Regions from separate parts of the Mus musculus genome. Here region 2 is linked to region 1. Evidence: chromatin contacts called from public HiChIP or PLAC-seq data. All regions are on one chromosome and are shown on one strand. The core of a region is the stretch at or near the end of the contact, and the rest is flanking DNA. Distances in the headings are between cores, read along the strand shown. Region 1 holds the start of Cox15 (cytochrome c oxidase assembly protein 15). Region 2 overlaps Cyp2c23 (cytochrome P450, family 2, subfamily c, polypeptide 23).

Evidence for each region. HiChIP or PLAC-seq counts read pairs in DNA pulled down with a chosen protein or histone mark.
Region 2: an H3K4me3 HiChIP or PLAC-seq map of bone marrow-derived macrophages shows a contact between it and region 1, with 2.9 times the contacts expected there. The contact joins the enhancer-like site here to the promoter of Cox15 in region 1. A contact is called at or near these places in 1 of 39 promoter capture datasets (hippocampal neurons), 1 of 15 datasets of contacts at CTCF or cohesin (the NIH/3T3 cell line) and 3 of 115 datasets of contacts at active chromatin or transcription factors (bone marrow-derived macrophages and embryonic stem cells).

The regions. Positions count from the first base shown.
Region 1 is chr19:43,749,435-43,755,549 of GRCm38.p6, reverse strand. It overlaps Cox15 (cytochrome c oxidase assembly protein 15), which reads left to right and starts at 2,550. Exons shown (of 9, transcript NM_144874.4): 1 at 2,550-2,728; 2 at 4,016-4,206. The coding sequence starts at 2,639. Cutc (cutC copper transporter) reads right to left here and starts at 2,527. Exons shown (of 9, transcript NM_001113562.1): 1 at 2,330-2,527. The coding sequence starts at 2,387.
Region 2 is chr19:44,006,197-44,012,311 of GRCm38.p6, reverse strand. It overlaps Cyp2c23 (cytochrome P450, family 2, subfamily c, polypeptide 23), which reads left to right. Exons shown (of 9, transcript NM_001001446.3): 7 at 1-29; 8 at 5,147-5,288. Among named protein-coding and RNA genes, the nearest start is that of Cyp2c23, 20 kb to the left of the region's middle. Within about 2 kb of position 3,216, at least 23 of the 459 cell types and tissues checked have an H3K27ac peak or open chromatin away from gene starts, as enhancers often do. A contact at or near this core is called in bone marrow-derived macrophages, where this site is marked.

The DNA of each region.
Region 1 (6,115 bases), core at 1,301-3,800:
TTTTGCTGCCTGAATTCACATGTGCAATAGAATAATAAATTGATGCACTAAGGCCCATCTATGTGGTAAAATGTCATTCATTAAAATTGACATCTCTAGACCATGAAATAGATATACAGACACACACATAAGAAACCAAACTGAAACCATCTTTACTACACAGTAAATGGGACACTAATCTCCCTAACACAGAGACCTCATCCCCGTGTATCCCAGCTCAGACTCTCAGAGTGTTTCTCAATGCCAGGCGTTATAAAAAACGAGAATTGGATTTCAAACCCTGGTCCCACTACTTTATTCCCTGTGTGATCCCAGACAAGTTACTTACATTTTCTATAAAACAAGAGTGGGCTTCAGTTCCTACCTCAGGGTACTGAACACTGAGATAACTTACATAAAGGCTCTCATACTAAGCATTCAAACCCATTAAGATACAGGGTTTCCTCTTTATGACTCATTCCCTTCAGTCTCCATTTTTGCCAATGATTATACTATCTCAGTTGACAAAACCCTTCTAGTTTAATCTTCGAATGCTAAACTTTTCCAAGGACCATACCAAGTCACATTTCCACGTTTTTTTTTTTTCCTCCCAAAGTAGAAACTTTTATCTACTTCTTTTGAACTCCAATAACTTGAGTTTATATATTTCTCACTAAACCCCTAGTTTCACCTCTTATTTATGAGATAAACATCTGGTCGTTATAGTTGACGTGAAGTTCCTTAATAAGGTCATTATAAGGATTCTTTATAGTCACCTCTCAGAAAGCAAAGGTCGGTCCTACCATGCTAACAAGTCAAATATACAGTAAAATCTGAATTACAGATTCATATGTTGATAATAAAAAGTGTGGTGTTAGCAGCTTTGGGGTTTTCCTGCAAGTTAAATGTATAACTCATTTTTAAAAAAGATTTATTTAATTTTTATTTATATGAATACACTGCAGCTGTCTTCAGACCCACACTAGAAGAGGGCATCAGATCCCATTACTGATGGTTGTGAGCCACCATGTAGTTGCTGGGAATTGAACTCAGGTTCAATTGAAGAGCAGTCAGTGCTCTTAACCGCTGAGCCATCTCTTCAGCCCATATAACTCACTTTTAGTTATCAGTTTTAAATGTTGGAGCCTAGAAAATGGCTCAATGGGTAAAGCTACTTACTGTGCAAGTCTGACAACCTGAGCTCATTCCCTGAATGTATTTAAAGTTGGAAGGAGAGAATTAACTCGACAAAGCTGTCCTCAGACCTCCACACACTTACTATGGCACATGTACCCACCCCCACACAATAATTACCAACACACTTTTAAAGTGTTTAATTCATGCTTCATGTATTGATCTCTGCGAGAACAGTCACCACATTCTAATAGTGGTTACTCCTGGGCAATGAATTTGGAATTATTTTTACCTTTCTATATTGCTTGACTTCTTCTACCTGATATTGCTTTTATGATGAAAGATTACTTGGAGAAACAAACAAAAATCTGTCACCTCCTAATAAGTTGCAATAGTCATTGATTTAATAAAAGACTATCAGTCCCATAGATTAGGATTCAAACATTAACCAATGGTCGTAAACAACAATACAGTAACTCCACAAATCTGGTAACAGCCCCACCAGTGGGGCTGAAGATGCTGAAGGAGTATCAGGAGCTCCATACAAAAGTATGGGAATGTCTACAAACTGTTGCAACAGGAGCCTGAGCAAAAAGCAAAAAGTAGGGATCAAAAAAGACATTTGAAGCAGTAGTGCTCAAAGTTAGAGACTCCAGATGGCTTTGGGGAGTCTGTGTCTGTATTTGCCTCTTGGGAGCGGACTGCAGCTTTAGAACACTTAAACACGCTGAGACAGGTATGAGAATCCAACTACCTTCCATCAAGTGAGATATTAAAAGAGATTTGCAAAATACAGAGCATTGCCCCTTTTGCTGTTTTGTTTAGGGATATTTATCCTTCATAAAAGTTATTTGTCTTGACATATTAATAGGCATATCTCCCGCAGGAAGCAACCAGTCATCTGTTACGCAATGGCTGTGGGAACGGATCCCACTCGCCACCCTCGGTGGCAGCTCTAGGTTGTAGAGCTGTCACCACACTTTTATTATCTACCACAGAGACAGGGAGGTGGTATGGTGCCCTCTTGTGGCCCTAGGGGCGGCGGGACGCTGAGGGCACTTGCGAGACTGGCGGGGATCCAGGAGCAGCTGAGGGACTGCGTGACTGCCCGGGACTCCGGAGCACTGAGAAACTCGACCGCGGGAAAGCCTGGCAAGCCGGGACCCACCCCGGGGTCCACCGGCCGACCGCCCCCCTGCCCCGCCACCTTCCGCACCCGCCTTCCCCGACGATATCCACGCCTGTTTCCGCTCGCAAGAAGCCCCTTTCTTCATGCTTCCCGCGTTCCTCCCTCGCTCGCCTTCGGTTTCCACTGAGTCCCCGCGGCCGCGCGAGCGACGGAGGAGGCGCGTCCCCGACGCCCGTGCCCGGCAGCCTCCCAGGGAGTCGTGCGTGCACGCGCAGTGGCCAACCTAGCGCGAGGGGGCGCGCACGACGCCTGACCCGGAAGTGCTTGTTCTTTCGGGAGCGGAGAAGCGGACCGCAGCTCGCTGGGGCGCTCCGGCAGTGGCGCTGTACTGTCAGCATGCAACGGTTGCTCCTTCCGTCCCTGAGGGCCTTGACGGGGAGCCGCAATGTCGGGCTCCTGGTCCCTAGGGTGGCGTCCAGAACACAGGTACCCACTCCTGCTGGCTCGGATCACGGAAGCCGGGCTGGGATAAAAAAGGCCAGGATAAAGTAAACGGACCGCCCTGCAAGTCCGGCTCGCCTTCTCATTTCAGGACATATTTCCTTGTGTCCCGACACCTCCCTGAATGCGGATCCGGAAATATTACCCACTGCTGTGTATGACTGACCAATTTACTTAGCTTTTAAGTTTCAATTTCCTTTTCTGTAGAATGGGAGAACGACCTGTTACACAAGGTGTTTGTAAGGATTAAAATTTTAAATATACATCAAACCCTTAGCACGTGATAAAGGCTCAGTAATTTTTCTTTTCTTTTTATTTTATTTATTTATGCATTTATTTGCACATTTGGTTTTTGCTAAAAGCCACCAGGCAGTCAGGAACTCCTATGTAGCCCCATTCCACAGTGAAGGAAATTGAGACTTACTTTAAGTTGCTTGTCTAAGATACCCAGTTACTTAGAAGTAGGAAACTGAACATACTTTTTTTTTTTTTTTTTTTTTTTTGGTTTTTCGAGACAGGGTTTCTCTGTGTAGCCCTGGCTGTCCTGGAACTCACTTTGTAGACCAGGCTGGCCTTGAACTTAGAAATCCACCTGCCTCTGCCTCCCGAGTGCTGGGACTAAAGGTGTGCGCTACTACCGCCCGGCCAACATATTTTTGCTCTTAGTGTTAGACTCAAAAGAAGACATGTATTCTCTTCTCTGATAATCAGTAGTAAAAGGTGAAAGATCTTTATGGTGTGAAGAGAAACCAGAGAATTCTAGAGTTTGTTATGTTCCTGGAAAAAAAAATATGCCCACATAGTGCCTGCCCTTGAGGAGTCAGTTCATTCAATTGTTAGTTCGAGTACCAAATATGTATTAGGTCTTGCTGTGTAAGGACCCAGTACTACAAAGGGAGCAAGAGGAAGAGCTCCCAGCTTAGTGGGGCATAGGGACAGATCACCTGATACATGACTGTGTGTTAAGGCTTGTGGTAGGGAAGGTACTTTGTGCTGTGACAGTAACCTGTTGTAAGATCCAGGAAAGTCTGGGGCATAACGATGCCAGCCCCGATCTCCAGTGGGTAGTATAAATGGAAGTGTGTGGGAGGGAATAGCACATTTAGAGACTGAGAACCCAGTAAGAAAGGGCTCAGTAGTGCAGATGAGAGTCGGTGATTAACCAGAGCGGTAGCTGTGAAATGCAGCCTTACAGGGGCTTTACTCCAGTTAAATTGAGGATAAGTGTTGGTAGCAGATTCTTCAGTTACGATTTTCTGTCTTGCTCCTTAGTGTGGCAGCAGCTGTGGCAGCCAGCGTCCTCTGAGGCCAGGACAGTACAGCACCATCACTGAAGTGGCTCTGCAATCCGGAAAAGGGACAGTGTCCCTTCCTTCGAGGGCAGCCGAGCGGGCGGTGGGCCGATGGCTTCTGGTGTGCAGTGGGACAGTGGCTGGAGCAGTTATTCTGGGAGGAGTGACCAGGTGAGTCATTTACTCTTGGTGAATCAGGTTATCAGCCAAAAAGGGAGCGTTGGGCCTCATCTACTCTAGCTCGCTCCATTACAGATGGGGAAACTGGTAGCCTGCTCTGCCTTAGAACAGGTTGGCTTTTTATTAGTAGGAGTTTCATTATCAGGACCAGTTTCAGTCTTAACTGTTGCTGGGCGTTGTTTCTATATATTTTTACCTCTCCAGTGTTAAGATCATACATAAATCACAGCCGCTTCATGTATCTCTTAGGTTGTCTTAATATCTATAAACTGACTTTATGGATTTAGGCTTTCCCTTCCTCTAACATCTTTTACTTTTATGTATTTATTATAGCTCTGTTATTATTGTACAAGACCAAGTCATTTGTCCTGTGGTTACCCAAAGTAACCAGGGACTATCTGGTGATGGTTAACATATCCTTTGTCCTTTAAATGAGTAGTTGTTTATTAGATTCAGATTGGGAATGAGGGGACAGAACATTGCCTAGGTGATGCAGCATTCACTCCGGGATCTGTTGGGGACTTCAGCTGACTTGATTACTATTGCCTGAATCCATTATTCAGCTGACTTGATTACTATTGCCTGAATCCATTATTTCGTGAGAATTCCAAAATGGTAGTTTGTGTTGTCATCACCCCAGGAGATAGTCTTTATGAGAAAGGCAGGAGGAGGATACTGGTTTTCTTTGTTCACTAATTTCCAAAATAATGAGTCTGTTGCCAAGATCCTCCAAAGGTTACAAGGACAGGATTTGGATTTTAAAGTGCATAATATACTGGGGCTGGAGAGATGGGTCAGCAGTTAAGAGCACTGGCTATTCTTCCAAAGGGCCTGGGTTCAATTCCCAGCAGCCACACAACAGCTCATAACAGTCTGTAACTCCAGCTCCAGGGGATCTGGCACTGTAACGAAGACACACATGCAGGCAAAACACTAAAGCACATAAAATAAAACCAAACAGATCACTGAAGTGCATATATTTAAACGCATTAGATAGATCTTAGTACACTGTGAGGATTGTGTTGATAGTTTGCTTAAAATCTCCCAGCTTAACTGGTGGGAATCTCTTGAAAAAGGTTCCAGCATCTTTTGACAAGGTCTTTGGAAGTGTCTTTGCTTTCTGATCTGATAAGGTTTTCCAGGCTTATCTTGTATGTTTCTTGCACTGGCCTTTAGTTTAAAAAACTGGATTCCTTTGGGTGAAGATACTTTTTAGTTTGTGTGTGCACATCCATATCTGTCTGCACATATGTAGAGGTCAGAGGATGACTTCATTCCTGGGTCTGTCTCCGTCTCCCTCTCAGAACCAAGGCCTGCCATTGACCTTGAACTTGCTCAATAGACCATTGAGTTCCAAGGGTCTGTTCATCTCTACCTACCCAGAACTGGGATTACAAGTGTACGCTTTTGTGTCTGTTTTTTGTTTGTTTGGTTTGGTTTGTTTGTTTTTTTAACATAGGTTCTGAGGCTGGTGTCCAGGCAAGCCCTCTATTGGATGAGCTGTCTCTCCAGCCCCTACTTTTTTTTTTTTAACTTTTTTTTTAAAACTCTTTTTTTTTTTTTATTTTATTTTATATGTAAGTACACTGTTGCTGTCTTCAGACACACCAGGAGAGGGAGTCAGATGTCATTAAGGATGGTTGTAAGCCACCATGTGGTTGCTGGGATTTGAACTCAGAACCTTCGGAAGAGCAGTCAGTGCTCTTAACCGCTGAGCCATCTCTCTAGCCCTCAGCCCCTACTTTCTAATTTTAATGAAGTGTGTGTGTTTATCTTCATGTTCATTGAACTCCTGTTTCAAAATCCTGTGTGGATAGCATAGGCTGTTATGGGAAATTGCAACAAATTTAAATAATATTATCTTGAAGCTATATTTCTGTAGTAAGTCTCTTTTCCTGGT
Region 2 (6,115 bases), core at 1,967-4,466, 260 kb before region 1:
CAAAATTCAGACACTATGTCATCCCCAAGGTTAGATGTGTTTGCAAAGATGACTGGGAAGGAAGGGGTTACCATGGTACCTGCTGGGCTTAGGCAATGGCTCTCAGTTCTGGGGCTGGAAGAGAAACAGGTTAGAGTCACCAAAAGAACACAGAGCCACAGACATTATGTTACCTCTGGGCCTTGTCTTCGGCTTTGTAGAACATGGCACGCTGACCTGAAGTTTCCCAGACCCCTCATGTCACATGCACTAAATGAGCAGTGCCTTCAATCCAGAAGAAGCCCACCTGGTTTTTCTTGGTGGGTTTTAAAAAGGGCCTCACTGTGAAGGTGCAGCGGTTCTGATGTTGAGCCAAATATTGCCTTTAATCCCAATGTTGGGTTACTCAGTTAGGCTATTGCTGTCCTCAGAGTCAATCTGTGCATGCCAGGGTTGCAGGAAGCCTTCAGCATTTACATTTAAGGGGCTCCATTGCTCCTAAGGTGTAGAAAAGATTCCAAATGTGGCCATAAACACTGCCACACTCAAACCATCCTGCCTGTCCAGTCTGCTAAAGTGTGAGTCTACACAGCTGACATGGGACTGGACCTTGAAGTCAGTTGTCTAAAACCAGGATATACATCATAAGAAAAAAACCAAGGGCTCGGTGGGTGAGGGAGAGCACGTGGTATGCAAGTGCAAGGACCTGAGTTCAGATCCCAGCACTGGAGTATAAAGCCACAGGTAACCCCGCACTGTGGTGGGCAAAGGCAGGAGGGTCACTGGGCCTTTCCTTTCTTTTTAATAGACCAAGTCCTCACTACACTGCCTCAACTGACCCCCATCTTTCAATTCTTTAACCTTAATCCCTGGTGTGCTGAGAATACAGGTGTTCACCACCAGTCCAGCTAAGAAAACTTTCATTAATAAAAAAATTACAAGGTAAAAGTACTCAGGAGTAAGCAGAAAGTTTGCAAGATTTTAAAGATATTTTCAAATTTAGAACGCTAACTTATACAATTTTTAAATCAAAGGACGTTCTGTCTTAGGCTAGGAAAATATAATTACATGTTTATATTATAGGTAAAAGATGTATTTATATTAATATATAAATTAATATTAATAACCATATTTTTCTAGAACCAAATTAACAGATTCCAATTTTGATATGGAATTTTTAAAATATTTAAAATAAATTATAGGAGCTGGGCAGTGGTGGTGCACGCCTTTAGTCCCAGCACTTAGGAGGCAGAGGCAGGTGGATCTCTGAGTTTGAGGCCAGCCTGGTCCACAGAGTGAGTTCCAGGGCATCCAGGGCTACACAGAGAAACCTGTTTCAGCAATAAATAAATAATAAGTAAGTAAAACACAAATCCACAGGTTTTTTAAAAATTTATTACACATTTTATTTATTTTTATGTATGGTTATTACGAATGGTTAGTGAATATGTAAAATAAACCCACAGAATGGAATAGACTGAAAATAAAAATTATAAGGATTCATGTTTTAACTTATCATACTATATAGACTGGATGTTTAAGAGAACTCTTAAGACAGGGTTTCACCATGTAGTCTTGGCTGGCCTAGAACTCACTGTGTAGTCCAGACCGTGGCGGAGCTGGCAGAGTCCTGCCTGAGGGATGGCAGGCATTCTTGCTGGAAGCAGCAACAAAGGTAACCTCTGCAGGAGGCTGTGTGGCCACAGCTGCAGGCGTTCACAGCTCCAGAAGAGCATCCCCACTGCTAAGAAGTTTTATTTTGTGCAGATTTTCCTCAAAATAAGAATTTCTTATATATTATAATTTTTAATAAATCAAAAGACTTATTCTGTATTAGGCTGGGAAAATTTATCTACAAATAAAATAACATGTTTATATTACATATATAAAATGTATTTATATTAATACATATATTTTCTGGAACCAATAATAGATTCCAATTTTGATATGGAATTAATTATTAATAATTATATTATATATAATAGATAAATATATGTACATACATATGTGCATATATATATATATATATATACACATATACATACTTAAAAGCTAGATGTTGAAGCATGCACTTATAACCCCAGTTTTTGGCAGATGGAGACAAGAGAATCAGGAGTTGAAGGCCAGCCTCAGTTACATAATGAGTTTGAGACTCTGACTCAAAGCACAAACTAAAAGAATGTAGTTTATATCTGAGGGTTAGAAATGTTCTGTTTTAAAAGATGCTCACTAACCATGGGAATTTAAAATTCTGCTATTCCTATAAACTAGACTAGTGTGCAAGCTACGTAATACCACAGGTTCTATGTGGAAACAGTGGGCCAGGCTGTGCATGTCTTGTTTTCATTTCATAAGGTATCTTCCAGGGGACAATTATGATCTGGTAACAGTGATGATATCAAGCTAGAAGCCTGTGAAGAAGGAGGGAGGAGCCAGTGGGATGGCTGAGTAGGTAAAGGTGCTTGCTGCCAATTAGTGACCTGAGTTCAATCCTGGAACCCAGGTGGTGGAATGAAAGAACTGCCCTCTGACCTCCACGTGCACACCGCTGCAGGAGGATAAACAAACAGATAAAATGTAAAGGTATTTTAATCCAGCAACATGGCTGCTCTGATCGCATCCAAAGACCTAGGTCTGTGATCTGGCTGGAATGTAGACAGGCCTTTAGAACACACCTGCAGTCCCCGAATATGAGTCTAATTAAGGGGCAGACAAAGTGACAAATCGGAGAAAGATTTGACAGAATGGGTCAGAGATAGGATACGCCCAACTGTCAGAAGAAAGGCTATTTAAGGTCAGCCCTGGGAGGATCAAGGGGGGTCAGTCCAAATGTCAGTGAGCGGGAGTAGGGTCTGTGGAGAGTCAGTGTAATGAATGTAGTGGACTTGAGTTCCTGTGTTCAGTGCAGGTCAGCAGAGGGAGTAATTCAGTGAGAAGCTGAGAGAAGCCTAATTGAATCAGTCAGTTTGGAGAGGAGTTGGAGCCAGGACAGCTGAATTGAACCAGCCAGCCAGAGCTCAGAAAGAGCTAGAAAGGGTGAGCTTATTCAGCGGTAAGTCTCCGAGATGACAATTACATCAGGCAAATACAGGTTATTTTTATAGTAAATGTCAAAAATAATTTAAGAGAACAAGAGAGAAACATTTTTGCTTTATAGCCTTCTTCTGCACAGTACAGTTTTGCACCGCACTGTCATTTCCAATTCTTGCGCAAACGTTTAAAGAAACCGGAAGTAAAAGCAGAAAAGCTTTTGGCTAAGCTGGGTGCTCCAAGACCAGACAGAGCTTGATCCTGGTTCCAGCTGTGCTGCTTGCCATAAGCAAGCGTTTCTCCTTTCTGATCCTCAGCTCCCTGTTTATATAACGTGAGCCAAAAACGCATCCTCTCTCTTCCATTGGCATGAGAGTTAAACGAGGTTTATAAACAGCTCCGCACGGGGTCGGGCAGATGCGAGGCTTCCTGCATAAACAGTGGCCGCCGTTAGCATGCCGTTAGCATGTCATCATCAGGGCTACAGCTTCTTGATCACTCCCCACTCACAGCCCTTCTCTACCAGGACCTTTGCATCTAGGCCTACCAAATAGGTATATACGTTAAACATTTTCTGGTGATAAATTTTCTGGTTAAGTATTTTGATTTTATAATTGTCAATGCTGAGAGCACCATTTTGCATAAATGTTCAGCACAAAAAAGCAGGAGGAGATTTACTGCTATTTCAGAAGTTATTAAAAACCCCTACCCTACCAAAATTGCTTTAAACAATTTCATAATGGCACTCAAGTTGGTGACTCAAACAGCAAGTTTTAAAACCAGCCTTTTTTTTTTTTAGATTTTTTAAAAAAGATGTATTTATTTATTATATGTAAGTACACCGTAGCTGTCTTCAGACACACCAGAAGAGGGCATCCAATCCCATTACAGATGGTTGTGAGCCACCATGTGGTTGCTGGGATTTGAATTCAGGACCTCCAGAAGAGCAGTCAGTGCTCTTAACTGCTGAGCCACCTCTCCAGGCCCCAAGCATCCTTTCTAACACAATTTAAAGACACATTAACTTTAGACTTGCAGGCTGAAGGAAGACAGAAGGGGGAAGCCTGAAAGTCTTTGCTGTCTATAGTTAAACCATTGTTTCTATGAGCACAGAAAACCTGTGGGTACAGGAGGAAGATTGCAGACCAGAGCATGCGGTTGTCTTGCATCTCAGCTGAGCTGTTTCGGGCCACGTTCTCCGGAGTTGTGTGGTCTGACAGCATGCTCAGTGCAGGGCACACGCTGTGTCTGGATAAGACGGCAGTGAAGCCACAGGACGCCACCCCTGTAAGGATGGTGGGAAATCCCCGATTCCTTACATGTTGAATTTGGATGACATTTTTGGTCCTTGTGTGTGTTCATGTGGCTAGCTCGCATACAGTTCCCACTCTGATAGCTTGCTTTATATTGCTTCGATAACGCTGTGACCAAAAGCAATTTGGGAGGAAAGAGTTTATTTACAGTTTAGCTTACATATCCCAGGTCACAGTCCACTGAGGGAAGCTGAGGCAGGAACTCAAGGCAGAAACGGAAGCCATGAAGCAGTGTTGCCTACTGGCTTGCTCCTTCTGGCTGATCCAGTTGACTTTCTTACCCGCCCCAGGACCACCTGCCCGAGGGCGGAGCTTCCATAGAGGGCTGGGCCCCCCACATCAATCAATCCTTAGTCAAGAAAATGCCCTATATACAGGCTTGTATTTTCTCAGTTGAGGATCTTTTTATTACGCCATTTTACAAGTGAGGGGAACGAGGTTCCATTGTACAGACCCGAGGCTCAGCGGCTCATTTTCTTCCACTTACATCAGAATCCAGAGAGGAGGAAAAACAACAAAAAAAGTAAGCATGCCAAAGTTAAGTCTTTCAGCTTGAGGCTGAAGCTCCAAAAAAAGCGCGTGTGTGGGCACTGTGAGCTGCCGCCTCAGATTTTCAGCAACTAATTCTTGAATGCTGACTGTCACTCTTACCACAAAGAACTGCCAGGCCGGTAAGTGCGCGTGTAGCAGCAGTAACCCGAGACAGCCAGGGACTATGTGAGTATTTCCCTGTTAAATCCACTGTTACTCAGAGCATTTGAGTGGCTTGGGAGCTATAGGCTAACTGTGGTAAAGCACCTCCGTGGTCTGTCTCTTGGTTCCAGGGCACCGCTGTGTTCCCGTTTCTGTCTTCCATCTTGTTGGATCAAAAGGAGTTTCCCAACCCAGAGAAGTTTGATCCAGGACACTTTCTGGATAAAAATGGCTGCTTCAAGAAAACAGACTACTTTGTTCCTTTCTCCCTCGGTAAATATACACGTTTTGGGCAACTCTTAGCGTCACTGAATTACGTCTTACGTGACCCACTGATGTAAAGTCAATTGATCGAACTGTTCTAACTTCCCAAGTCTAGCTAGAGACATTCAAGTCTCTATACCAGTCACATCAGCTTCGTCATCCAGGAACTATTGGGTGGCTGCTAATTGCAACTTCTTAAAGAAAACAAACATTAAATTCAGATGTCACCTATTGCTTGGCAGTGAAGAAACTGTTGCAAATTTTGTCTGCTGGTTTTCCTTTGTAATATCAACTTTTCCAAAACACTCCAAGATATAAATGTCTTCATTTAACTGTTATTAATTATTAATAATATTAATTTTCTGATTCTCAGAGCCAGAGTCCATCAGAGAACCTTCATCATCTTTCTTCTCCAGATTTGGCCTCCAGTCATATTTACTGGAAGGCCATAAAACCCACTTGGCATTGTCAGCCTGCATTCCTTCTCACTGTTAGTCTGTGTGTTTATTTGACTAGCATTTTTTTTTTCTAAATAAGCAGTTTAAGGAGCTTGAGTTGTTGTGGTAAACCAGTTGCCTATAGTATGTAAGGCCCCAGGTTTGATCTGTAGGCCTGCAAAAATAAATCAATAAATAACAAATCAGAAAGTTTAATATGCATCATTTCTAACTACAATGATAACAAATATCCAACATAGAAATTCTGTAAACTAGTAGAAGAGAGGGAAATAAAACTACCTGCAATTTCCCATTATAGAGATAATCACTTACGGACTTATCACAGATACTTTAAACAGTACCATGGTATATGTAATGGGTTGTTATTATTATTATTAA